Regions from separate parts of the Gossypium hirsutum genome. Here region 2 is linked to region 1. The links are chromatin contacts, called in public Hi-C maps. All regions are on one chromosome and are shown on one strand. The core of a region is the stretch at or near the end of the contact, and the rest is flanking DNA. Distances in the headings are between cores, read along the strand shown. Region 1 has its middle 6.1 kb from the start of LOC121204710. Region 2 has its middle 21 kb from the start of LOC107916795.

Region 1 (6,886 bases), core at 3,006-5,505:
AGTGTTAGCTTAGCTAAGTTGTTAGTCAAGTTGTTATGAGTAGCTAAGTCTGTTAGCAAGTTTGTTAGCTAAGTTTGTTAGCTAAGTCTGTTAACTAAGTCTATAAATACTATTTTTCAAATGTACAGAAACAAGTTTTGAAGTCTAAATATATGAATAGAATTTCTTCATTAGATTACCAATATTTCTTCAGGTTTAGAAGGTTGCGCCTCAATCTACGGGGTTGATGTCTGACAATGGCTACTTTTCTTTACCTTATGTCTCTACTGCTCCTTCGGTTGAGGTTCCGTTTGAACAGGCACCTCTGCTGTCTAGTCCAGTCTTTATTGGTGGTAGTGAGGTGATGGATCTTCGTTTACACCTACTATTGATGTTCATTCCATTCCTCTCGGCCCGGAACTCCCCTATGTGTCTGTTTCAAATGCTCATTCCATGATTACTCGGTCAAAGGCGGGTATTTTTAAACCGAAGGTTTTGAATATTGAAGCTATAAAGCCTTCTACGATTGAGGAAGCGTTCTCTACATCTGAGTGGCGTGTTGCGGCTTAAGCTGAATATAATGCCCTTATTCGCAACTCTACCTGGGAGCTTATTCCGCTAATGCCAAATCGCAATGTTATCGGATGTAAATGGCTTTTCAAGGTCAAGAAAAATCCTGATGGCACTATTGATCGACGTAAGGCTCAGTTAGTTGCCAAAGGTTGTTCTCAAGTTCCTGGGTGCAACTTCAAGGAAACATTCAGTCCGGTGGTGAAACCTACCACTATCCGGGTTATTTTGTCCATTACTGTCTCCAGAAGATGGCCTCTTCATTAGGTCGATGTCAATAATACTTTTTTAAATGGTGATCTAGATAATGAAGTGTTGATGCAGCAACCTCCAGGTTATGTTCAGTATAGTTCAGATGGACAACTTCTAGTGTGTTGTCTCAAGAAAGCGTTGTATGGTATTCGTCAGGCTCCTCGTGTCTAGTTTGAAAAGCTGAAGCAATTTCTTATCTCGGTTGGATTTGTTGGTTTGAAGTCTGATGCGTCTTTGTTTATTCGGGTACACTCTATGTGCTTGTGCACGTCAATGATATTATTATAACTGGGAGCATGTCTTCTTCTATTTTTTAAATAATGAATTCTCGCTTAAGGATATGGGTGATCTCCATTATTTCCTTGAGATTGAAGTTTCTCGCTCCTCCTCCGGATGTCTTCATCTGTGTCAAAAAAAATATATACGGGATCTTCTTGGCCGAACTTCGATGACCAATTGAGGTGTGTTCATACGCCAATAGTTGGCTCGACTATTATGTCCAAAGATGATAGCGATCCTCTAACGGATCCAATTGAGTATAGGAGTCTTGCTGGTGCATTATAATATGTTGTTCTTACTCGGCCCGACATTGCGGTGCGGTAAACAGGATCTGTCAGTTCATGCATAATCTTACAACTATTCGTATAATTGTTTTAAAGAGGATTTTACATTACTTATGCGGTACACTTGATTTTGGAATTATTTTTCGCCCATTTGATTGGTTATCTTTAGTTGGGTATGTTGATGCCAACTAGGGTTGGATTTTGATGATCGGTGCTCCACCTTCGGCTATTGCATCTTTCTTGGTCACACTCCCGTGTCTTGGTGTTCCAAGAAATAGCAGGTGGTTTCCCGGTCCACAGCTGAAGCTGAATATAGGAGTCTTGCTGCAGCCACTAGTGATGTTACTTGGTTACTGTCGTTACTTACAGAGTTCCAGGTTATGTTTGATGATACTCCTCATATTTGGTGTGATAGCTCCAGTGCAGTTATAGTTGCGGCCAATCTTGTGTTACATTCAAAATTCAAATACGTTGAGCTCGATCTATTTTTTGTTCGTGAAAAGGTTGCTGAGGGCTCCATTATGGTTGGTGAGGTATCTGCGTGTAATCAGATTGCGGATGTTCTTACCAAGCCACTTTCGGTGCTATTGTTTACTCGATTTTGAAAATTTCTTCGGGTCTTACCTCTGGAGAAGATGGATGAATGTTAAGGATATTAGTGTTAGCTTAGCTAAGTTGTTAGTCAAGCTGTTATGAGTAGTTAAGTTTGTTAGCAAGTTTGTTAGCTAAGTTTGTTAGCTAAGTCTGTTAACTAAGTCTATAAATACTATTTTCCAAATGTACAGAAACAAGTTTTGAAGTCTAACTACATGAATGGAATTTATTCATTAGATTACCAATATTTCTTCACAATGATAGTCTAATCAAGTCGTAAACCTTTGAGCCATGATAGAACCTTCTGAATGGCCAACGCTTCACCAAAATGGGGCTCCATAGTCGTGGTCACATAACTGGAATAGGCCATAACAAACTGACTAGTATCATTTCTAAGAACAGCAGCTAAAGACATCGAATCTGAATTTGAAAAAGTTGCAGCACCTACATTACACTTCAGTTAGCCTCACTGGGGTTTAGACCATCGAACAACCTCGAGAATGGTTAGATTTCTCGGTACTCAAGTATTACCAAAAATCTGACGAGTCTCATACCAATACTGTGAAAATGTTGCAGGCTTGCAGCTGAGTACACAATATGAGCAACTGAGACATCTTTCTGTCGCCACGTACAAAGGTTGCGACAGAACCAAATGAATCAGATTAGAGTAAGTGATCGATCCTTCCTCGCCTCGTCCTGTAAATTGACACAAGCCATGATAAAATCCCTACACAAAAAAGGAGCCTGTAGGCCAGCAAGCTGTCACACTTCTTAGGCTTTAGTACAATAAAAAGGAATGTGCTCCATATTTTCTAATGACCCACATCTATAATAGTTTGGGATAACATTTAAATCTTTAGCAGGAAGTCATTCCCTGTATGTAACAAACTGTCTCATGCATCGCCATGCAAACTCACGTACTTTCAAGGGTATGAAATTGTTCCAAATTTTCAAGCAAGACCCCTTAATCATATTAAGTTAAACATCAAAAACATCTTGAAGCGCAACTCTATAGCCAATCTTGATACTATACTTCCCATCGGTGTTGAAATGCCATACCATACAATTCGGCGACTTCACTAGGTTGACAGGAAACTTCATAATTCGAGCTGAATCAGGTGTAAGGATACCAATGATAAACTCCTCCTCCCAAGTCAGTCTACCACTATTAAATAGCTCCTTCACTTTCAAGTCCATGTCAGGTAGTGGCATCAATTGGACAAAAAAACCGCTATTCTCACATAGTCAATGATCATTAAAAACTTCAATAGTCACTCCGTCCCCACTCTCCATCGAGATCCCCTGTTAACAAGTCCCTTTTCTGCACAAATACTTCGCCAAACATATGATGGGTTTCTGCCCTCTGACGCTTCAATAAAAAAACAGTAAGGGAAATACTTAGCTTTGAAATAATGGCTTGACAAAGAATTCAGATTCGAAAGAAGGCACCACCACTCCTGCTTCCCAAGTAAAGCAAGATTAAAACAACGCAAATTATGAAAGCCCATACCACCACCCTTTTTTGGCACACATAACTTATCCCATGAAGCCCAATGAAGTTTCCTATTGTCTGACCCATCCGCTCTCCACCAAAAAGAATCATAATTCTTTGTGAAGTGTCACTCATGGTAACTGGTGTAAAAAAAAGCCCACACAAAACACCGGCCATGCTTGGGCCACATTCTTGATAACTACCTCCTTGCCTAGCTTAGACAGAAAACTGTTCTTACAGCTAAAAATACACTTACAAAGCTTCTCCTTAATAAACGTGAAAACTTGACTCGTATTTCTCCCCACAAAAGAAGGATGTCCAAGGTATCGTTCATGGTTCAAAGGCACCAAAACCCTCAAAATCGAACAAAGCAATGCCCAAACACTAGATACAACATTAGAGCTGAACATGATCATAGACTTATGAAAATTAACTGCTTACCCCGATGCTTCCTTGTACTAACAGAGAATATCCTTAATATTACAGGCCTCCCACTCTGTCGCCTGAAAAAAAATATCATCCGCGAGAAACATATGAGATATGCTCGGACCCTTTCGAAAAATAGAAACACCATGAATATCACCCCTCGCTTTGACCCTAGAAGAAGATAACTAAGACCCTCTGTACAAATAATACAAAAATAAGGGGAAAGAGGATCACCTTGTCCCGGTCCTCTATGCGGTAGAATTGGACCAACCTCGCTACCATTGAAAGAAATCGAGTATTGGACTGTTGTGACACAGAGCATAATCAATTTAACCCATTCCACACTGAAATCCAAATTAAGTAGAATATATTTTAGGAAGCCCCAATAGACCCTATCATGGGCCTTGCTAACATCGAGCTTAAGCGCAACCTCGCCTTTATTTCCTCTACTCTTGTTCCTCATATGATGGATCAACTCAAAAACCACCATGACATTGTCAGTGATTAAACGACCTGGAACAAAGTCGATTGCATCTTAGAGATGATTCTTGGTAGAATAACCTTCAATCTGTTTGCAAGGACCTTAGCAACTATCTTATACATTACACAGGGAAATTCGGCGTAAATCAATCATATAGGTCGGTTTGTCTTTCTTAGGAATCATCACCAAAATTATATTATTTAGAGAATTGAGAAACTCACAATTCTGAAGCCAAGAACAACATTAAGTGAAGATATCATCCCCAATAGTCTATCAACACTATTGAATAAAAGCCAGACTTATACCGTCAAAACCCGACGCCTTGTCCGAGTGCATACTAAACACAGTATCTCTAAGTTCATGAATGTTGAATGACGCCATAAGCTGAACATTATCCTCATTTGTCACACAAAGCTGCAAAGCATCAAACTTAGCAAAGCCAAAGCCGCTAGAAATAGAAAAAAGATTAACGAAGTAATGATGAACAATAGAGCATATCCCGTTATGATCAGTACATGGCCTCCCATCAGAATCTAACAACATTGGGATATAATTACCACATCTCCTCTTTGGAAGCCTGTGCATGGAAAATCTAGTATTTTCTTTCCCATGTTGCTTTCCCACGTCTCCTTAGACAGCCATGAATTCTCAAACCGAAACTTCGAAACCGCGACCATGAAAAGATACATCCACCACCAACTTAATTGGGGCTATGATCCGAATAAGACATGACAAGATTAAACAATGGGTGCCTAGGAAACAAATCAATCCAACCAGAATTCAAGAAAGCTCGGTCCAATCTCTCCATTACAAACAAGTTTCTGCTCCTCCCTCTCTTTCAAGAAAACCTAAATCCAGATAGAGGAACCTCACTAAGTTGACCATCCGAAATACACTAACGAAAACCATCTAACCACTGAGTTGGATAATCCGCTCCACCAAACTTATCATTGATTGACAATAGATTATTGAAATCCCCCATGCAAATTCACGGGTAATTAGACGCATTTGCTGAAGTTCTCAAAAGATTCCAACTTGCTAACTTGCGAGATGATTCCGAAAGGCCGTAAAATCCAGCAAAGCGCCATTTAGGATGATCAAGTTCTTCAATTAAAACATCAACATGATTGTTTGAGTAACCAATAATACGAGCATTATCAGAAGAGTGCCAAAGAAATGCCAAACCTCAAATACGACCAACCCTACCTACACAGAAACAATTACCAAAACGAAGATTAGCCTTTATTTCTTCCATTTTCGCTGAAGAAAACAAAGTTTCCATTAAAAACAAAAACCTAGACTTATTAGTAACTACAAGATGACAAAACTGTGCTTGGGATTGATTAAATTTACATTCACCAAGGTTAAATTCATTAAGTTTTGTTATTTTTTTAAAATATGATGCAATAATATAAAGTTAATATGGAATAATAATTTTTATTTGTGTCAAAACTAAAATTTTAAAATTCGAAAAATAAAAAAACTTAAAATGATTCAATTGAAGAATATTGATTAAATTTACAACTATAAATATAATACAATATTACTAATTTATTTCAACCAGCTTTTTAAGTTAAAATTTAAAGAAACATGTCAAATTAAAAAAATGAATTAAATCTATAATTTTTACAAATTACTGAACAAATATAAATACTTGAGTTTTTGACCTGGAAATTTATGAACATCTTTTTTTGATAAACTGTAACTTCTAACATTTTAGAAAAATCTGAAAAAGAATTTTTCGGTGAACAGGGGTAAGGTTTTAACAGCAACACGATTAACACAACTCGAATTTAGACCATACTTTGAGCGATAAATACCCTAACCAGCAGATTAACACAAAGGGTTTAAAAAAAACACTTTGAAATACTTACTACACCTATATTCAATAAATTTTGTTTAAATTTATAATAGTCATTAACGTAATTAAATTGTTATATTTTAGTCACTTTCCATTAAAGAGAAAGATGTTTCACATTAATTCAAAGGATTAATAATTAATTTGAATCTTGAAATATAGTTAAAATAATATTTTTAACATTTTTCCAATAATAACTCTAAAAAATAAAAAAAACTTAAAATATAATTAAATTATTTTTAGATATAAAGATAAATAAAATTTAATAAAAATTCTAAAAATTGTTAACAAAATATAAACAAATTTTCAAATAATAAATTATAAAATCATTATTAAACAATTATGTTAGCAATCTAAGTAGCTAGTAAACAAAAATGGGCCCAACTCACTAAATCATCCGAATGTATTTTGGCAGTTATAATGATGGAAATTCAGAACCATCATTTCACCAGTTTTCATCCCCACTTTTACTGTTACTGGTAGGGTTGAAAAACATAAGAAAATCGAATACCAACTTTCGGTTGAATCTGATTTGGTTTGGTTTTTATTGAATTTCATACAGTATGATATTAAAGTAAATTTTAAAAAATAAATCATCCAGTTTTTTAGCAAACCAAAACATTTCCCATTGGATTCGGTTTGGTTTTCTTAAAAATCTCAAATCAAATTAT
Region 2 (6,778 bases), core at 332-2,831, 54 kb after region 1:
CCGTAGATGTGGCTTCCTTTGGATTGGATTTTACCCATGGTGAGATGGAAATATTGGGTGAATATTCCTTTTCACTACACTGGTTTCTTGTTTGGAAGATTTGAGGTGCGGTGCAATTGAGCACTCTTAGGGTTTTTTACTAATATAATATAAAAAAAAACCTAAATGGTACCCAAAAAAATTATTTACTAAAATAGTATATCCAAGGTGGTGCCGCCTCTGGCAGTGGTGTGACCACCTTGGTTTTTTTGCCACCAACAGTAAAAAAATAAAAATAAAAATAGCAAAAAAAACATAAAAGCTAAAAAAAATGTAATAAAAAACAGAAAAAGGTGACAGCCGGCACAGGTGGAGGCCCTGCTGCAGGCGACACTGGTGGTGGGCCTACCACAGGCAGCACCAATAGTGTCGGTGGCAGAGGCGGCACCAGGCGATTAGACTCCTCATACAGGGGTTTTGGTTTTTCTTTGTTTGGGGACCATAGTTCATTTCGGGAAGAAAGAAGGAGAATAAGGCGACGCTGTGAGGGAAGGAAAAAGAAAAAAAAAAGAGAAGTAGAAGAAGAGGGAGGGAAGGAAAAAGAAAAAAGAAGAAGGGAAAAACAGGTAAATTTTTTTTATTATAAATTGAGTAATTAATGTTAATTTAAGTAAACAATTTATTTATTTTAGGTCTTATTATTATTATTGTTGATTGATTTTGATTTAATTCAAATTTAATTTTAAATTTATTTTTTTGCAAGGTGTTATTTGGTTAAAAAGAGATATTAATGTGTAATAGGCCCAATTTGCCCGGCCTATTATAAACCAAAGATAATAAATATAAAAACCAAAATAAAAAACAATAAACGACCCAAAATTAATCAAAGTCCAAGCTCTTTTGCAAATAATAAAACCTAACCTAACCATTAAACCCAAACCACCTAGCCCGGTTGATAAGCTAACCCAATTAACAAACAACCCAAACCCCAACCCATTTGAAATACAACCCAATTACAAGATTGGCCCAAATGACTGAAACTTTGGTTTCAGAAGCCGAAACCCTAGCCATCTCCCCTGGCGCCGCAACCAGTAGTCGGTCTCTAGCACCATACGTGCGCCATCGTCCCTCGCGCCCTCCTCCGTTCGTGTCTTTATACGGCTATTCTTGCAATAGAACACACAAGAAGAAGCAGCTAACAGAATACACAGCAAATGGCAGCAGGAAAATATAATTTCTATTTTTCATTTATTCTGTAAATTTGGGCTATAAAAAGCCATCGTTTGTACTTGAAAATCTTACGCACACTGAAATAGGCATATAAATATCGAATACAGAGAAAAGGCATTTAGAAATCAATTTTGGAAAGGTGATTCTTAGATCTAGCATTTTTTTTCGATTTTATTTCTTTGTTCTTTGTAGAGGGCAAATTTGCCCGGGCCCACTAGAAACCCAAATATATATATAATATAAAATAAATAAATAAATTTAAAACCCAAGTTTATAACAGTCCAATAATAAGCCCAGTTACATAACCCCTAGCCCTAATTTGTAACAAACCCTGACCCGAATCTACAAGGCCCGATAGACCCAGAACACTAAAACAGGACAGAACCCTAGCTGTTTGCTTGTGCCGCAGCCGTCCGAGCCCCTCCAGTGCCTCCGCCCACGCCAAGCCTGCAACACCGTACGACCAGCACACAACCCTCGTACGCCACGCCACACCTCCGTACGCCAGCACAGCATCCGTACCTGCAAAAGAACAAACCACAACAGCAAATACATACAAAAGAAAACAACAGCAAAAAGAGAATTTGTATTCAATTTCTATTTCTATTTTTTGAATATCTCTTATTTCTGTATCGACTATAAAGCCAAAGCCCCTGCTCATTGTAATTTTTTTACGCGCACAATCAATACATTTTTGAAATACAAAAACGCAAAAGAAATTGAAAGGTGAGACTCAGATTCTAGTTCTTTTTCGTTTTCCCATCCGTTCCTTTTTCTCCAGTTTTACATACTGCACATTTTGAACATAAGAATCGAAGAGGAAAAAGGGCGAAACCCTACCTTCGCATATGAGCCATCGAAGACCTCGTCTCCTTCGCTGAAATCGGAGTCGGAGATGGGATTTCGGGGCTTAAAACGATGAACTCCATGCTGGAGTGAACGAAAGAGCGAAAAGGGGGGTACTGAAGGATATCACTCGTCGTGGCAGTGATGAAAGGATGGCCGAACGGCGCAGAACCTTTAGGGTTCCCCCTCCCCCTGTTTTTCAGCTGAAATGTCTAGGGTTTTCAGGGGCTTCGCCTTCTTTTAATCTGCGATGCGAAACGGTGCCGTTTGAGGCATGGTTTGTAGCCTTAAAACGACACCGTATAGAGAACCCGGCCCGACCCATTCTCAGGTACCCTCAGGACCCGCGTGTTTTCGCGGTGAAAGGTTATTTTCAAGATTGGTCCCTTCCCTTCGTATCGTTGTTCGATTAGGCTTAGTTCAGATTTATTTCTTTTAAATTCGGCCCTTATAATTTGTATGCGTTTGCATTCTAGTCCGTGCACATGCGCTGCGTTTTGGGGTCTGGATTATTTCCAGGTTTGGCCCCTGTACATTCACCCCTGTTGCGCGCTAATCCTTCCTTTTCATTTTTTACAGTTTATTTTATTTAAACTATCCTCCTTATTTTTTTAATTTGACTTCAATTTGGCTTCTTTCTAGATTCATTTAAATTTTCTTTTTATTTTATTTGTGTTTATTTATTCGTATAAGTTACACCATATGTATCTTTTTATTTAATTATTTATCGCAATTTTGGTACACATATTTTCACATTTTTGCATACCCCTTTTTACAAATGTTTTTACATTCGCACTATTATATATGTATATATATACATATTTGATGACAAAATTAGCTTTATTTCATGTGTATTATTAATGTCACATTAGTTCATGCATATGTCTGTTTTTGAATTCTTCACATATTTATATATATTAGTTGTTCAAAAGGAAACTACATGTTTTATTTATTACTTAAATATCATACATGAACGTTGGTATATATATATATCTATATTATTCTATACATAACTAAACTCATATGTTTTTGTTATTTTAATATGTTTGATACACATGTTTTACATATCATTTAAATTATTTTTTTACTTATATATATTCTTTATTTCTTTTAAATCTAATTTTGATATTATATATATTTTTGGTTCGTTTCAAATGTTTTCCTATATTATTATCATCCTTTTTGTATAAACGTTGTTTATATTAAGCTTTTTATTTCATGAACATTATTTATTGTAGATGAACAAATCTTGTTTCAAATTATTTTTGTATAGTCACTAGTTTCATATTACATGATTAGTATTTCATATACATTCTTTTGAATATTTTTATGCGGTTAAACCCATATAATCTATTTACCTTAAAACTTTCTAACATGTATGCCATTGGTTTAAAATTTATGTTGACATCCACTACTATATTCATGTATAATATAAATAATCGATAAATTTCGGGTTTAAATCGTTTTGTATAGTTTTCTTTCCAAAATTCTTCATATAATACTATTTTTGAAATTCATTTATATGTTAAAGTTTATATGTTATTTACTCTATTTTTTTTATTTGTTTGATGATCTAACTCAAATTTTTATGCGTATATGCATATTCCTAGTTTCTATAAAATATTTCGAATTCTAGCATATGCTAGCTTTTATGATCTATTTATCTTATATGATGCTATGTACATTGTTGTGGCATATTATTGTATGTATTATCTTGCTTGTGATTGTTATATTATCATTTTCGTCATTGTATTATTATATCAATTATTCTCCATGCATGGTTGAAATTGAATTATATTTCCAAACTAGTTATGCTTATTCATTTAAGTTCTTGTAGTTGATGGTATTACCTTCATTTTTCCATTGTCGTATTTTTATGAATGCACATATTACCCCATTCATCGTTTTCCACTTGATTTTTGAAATGTGGTTTTATAAAACCAAAATTTCGTGATTAATTTCGTCTTATTTCAAATCGAATTAATACGTCTTAAGCTAGCTTTATAATCATTCATTCAAAAATTCTTCAAAACGAAGACGAGATTCGATGTTTGGCAATTCGCGGAATCGTGCCCTAACGTGTTGGGTTGCAATTTCGCGTTTGCTCAAAATAATCGAATATTACTTCAAAATTTTCACTCATGTCTTTTAAAGTTCTTCAAAATGAAGACGAGATTCGATATTTAGCAATTCGCGGAATTGTGCCATAACGTGTTGGGTTGCAATTTCGCGTTTGCTCAAAATAATCGAGTATCCCTTCAAAATTTCATTCATATTTTCTAAAAATTATTTAAAACGAAGGCAATATTCGGCGTTTGACAATTCGAGAATCATGCCCTATCGTGCTGGGTCGTGATTTCTCGTTTGCTCAAAACGATCGAACATTCCTTTATATTCTCATTCATGTTTATAAAAAAAACTTAAAAACGAAGACGATGTTCAATGTTTGGCGATTTGAGAATCGTGCCCTATCGTGCTGGGTTGCGCTTTTTCATTGGTTCGAAACAATTGAAGATCCCTTCAGAATTTCACTCACATTTTCTAAAATCTTTCAAAATGAAGGCGATGTTCGATGTTTGACGGTTTGAGAATCGAGCCCTATCGTGCTGGGTTGCACTTTTTCATTTGTCCAAAATAATCGAATATCTCCTCGGGATTTCACACGTATTTTATAAGGTTAGGCAATGGTCAATGCTTGGAAATTCGAGGAATCGTACCCTACTGTGCTGGGTTTCAATTTTTCGTTGGACTAAATGGTTGAGCATCCTTTTTTAATTCTCGAATTATAAACTTTTAGATGTCGAAACAAGAAGATTTTTTGGCAACCTACTCGGGTTATTCAAACATTATCAAAAAAGAACCACCTTTCAAAAACGTTTTTAATTTTAGATATAAGGACAGTATTTAATCGATTTGGTACCAATTTTGGGCGTAGTGAGGGTGCTAACCCTTCCTCATATGTAACCGACTCCCGGTCCCGTTTTCTAAAATTTTCGTGGACCATAATCGGTGTTTTAGTAAACTGAAACTGTTTTATTAAAATAACCAAATCCTCAAGTGATCCGATCACATCAAAACAAGAGATCGGTGGTGACTCTATATTTCATTTTCAAAAAGTCGATTCCCCTGTATTTTCATTAAATTTAAAATTTTAAAATTTTTGAAAAAAGGATGGTTTCGACATTCTTCTTGGTTTTTGTTTACGGTATAAGAAAAAATAAAAAGGGACTTACCTTGGTATTGACTTTTGAATCCTTGTTGGCTTCGCAATAATCGAAGTATAAGTGATGATTCTGTGGCTTAAGGGCAGCAAAACCTTCGAGTGCGTCTTCGAATAAGACAAACCATGCTTTCATATGGTGTGATTCACCGAAATATGGAAGCAAAAAGGCGGCGGGGCAAAGAACCATCTGATTCGGCCGCATGAGAGGAATAGGAAACTTAAGTTTTTGTTTTGATTTTTTTAAAAATGATTAGGGGTTCATTTTAGGGTTTCCTTTTGTTTGTATGGAGTATAGGGAGCGACGTTGTTTTGAGCCAATCTCAATGGCTTTGAAACGGCACCGTCTGGAAACCTCAAACCCGATGACCCGACCCGTGCAAAGTTGAGATCCGCGCACTTGGTCCTTGAGGGTTAATTGTGCGTTTAGTCCTCCCTTTCGCGTTGTTGTTTAATTGTACCTTATTTGCTTTACTTTATTTTTTAGAATTTATACATATAATTTACGCATGATGTCAATTAGGTCCACGCTTCAACGCAACGTTTTGAGACCTAGAATATTTCCAGCTTTGGTCCCTGTAATTCGCACATGTTGCGCGTTGGTCCCTATTTTAATTCCATTAGTTTACTTTATTTATAAATTATCCCTTTTATTTTAAATTTATTTTAATTAAGTTTTCTATCTATACAATGCGTTATTTTTAAGAGAATTCATTTAATATTTTTTTATGTGTTGAGATTACTTTAATAATTTTACTTTGTTAAAAAAATCATTATTTTAAAATCTTCATGTTATATTATTTTAACATTTTGTATAATATTCCATTTAAATATTTTTATATATATTTGTACATATATACTATTTTAATTGAGCTTTCCATTTGAAATACTTATTATTTTAAAGTTCATAATATTTTTATAGGTGTTGAGATACTTTAATAACTCTACTTTGTTTTTATAAAATCACCATTTTAAAATTCTTTTTATATCATATTATTTTAACATTTTATATAGTATTTCGTTTAAATGTTTATATGTAGATTAGTACATATATTTAATCCTAGACTCATATTTAATTCCATGTTACTTTTACATATAATTGCTTCTAAATTTATTTATATATGTATATGTTTTTTAAATCTATTGTGTGCATAATTTATTTCCTAAGATTATATTTTATTATGTATTTTTACTATCCTTTCATATTTTATATATTATTTAAATTCTCCTTCATTGTGTGTATATTGTCAATTTTTTATAAATATATTTTTTTAACATTTGGCATATTATTTGATTTAAATGTCTTCTTTTTGCAACATCAATTTTAAAAAAATTATAATATATTCTTTATTTTTTCTTATAAATTATTTCAAGTTCTAGCATATGTTATTTGCTCATCAATCCATCATTTTTAGAAATTGTTTTTGTATCGTATTAGTTTTATGTTGTTTGGTACCTCATGTGTTAATTGTTTTTATATTATTTCATGTATATTTGTTACAG

The links. A called contact is a pair of places that touch in the nucleus more often than the background predicts.
Region 2: a contact with region 1 is called in a Hi-C map of leaf, with 2.6 times the contacts expected there. The contact joins two enhancer-like sites. A contact is called at or near these places in 7 of 34 Hi-C or Micro-C datasets (anther, callus, leaf and 1 more).

Annotation. Positions count from the first base shown.
Region 1 is chrA01:21,508,571-21,515,456 of Gossypium_hirsutum_v2.1, forward strand. No RefSeq gene overlaps it. Among protein-coding and RNA genes, the nearest start is that of LOC121204710, 6.1 kb to the left of the region's middle. Within about 2 kb of position 4,256, at least 6 of the 9 cell types and tissues checked have an H3K27ac peak or open chromatin away from gene starts, as enhancers often do. A contact at or near this core is called in leaf, where this site is marked.
Region 2 is chrA01:21,564,775-21,571,552 of Gossypium_hirsutum_v2.1, forward strand. No RefSeq gene overlaps it. Among protein-coding and RNA genes, the nearest start is that of LOC107916795, 21 kb to the right of the region's middle. Within about 2 kb of position 1,582, at least 9 of the 9 cell types and tissues checked have an H3K27ac peak or open chromatin away from gene starts, as enhancers often do. A contact at or near this core is called in leaf, where this site is marked.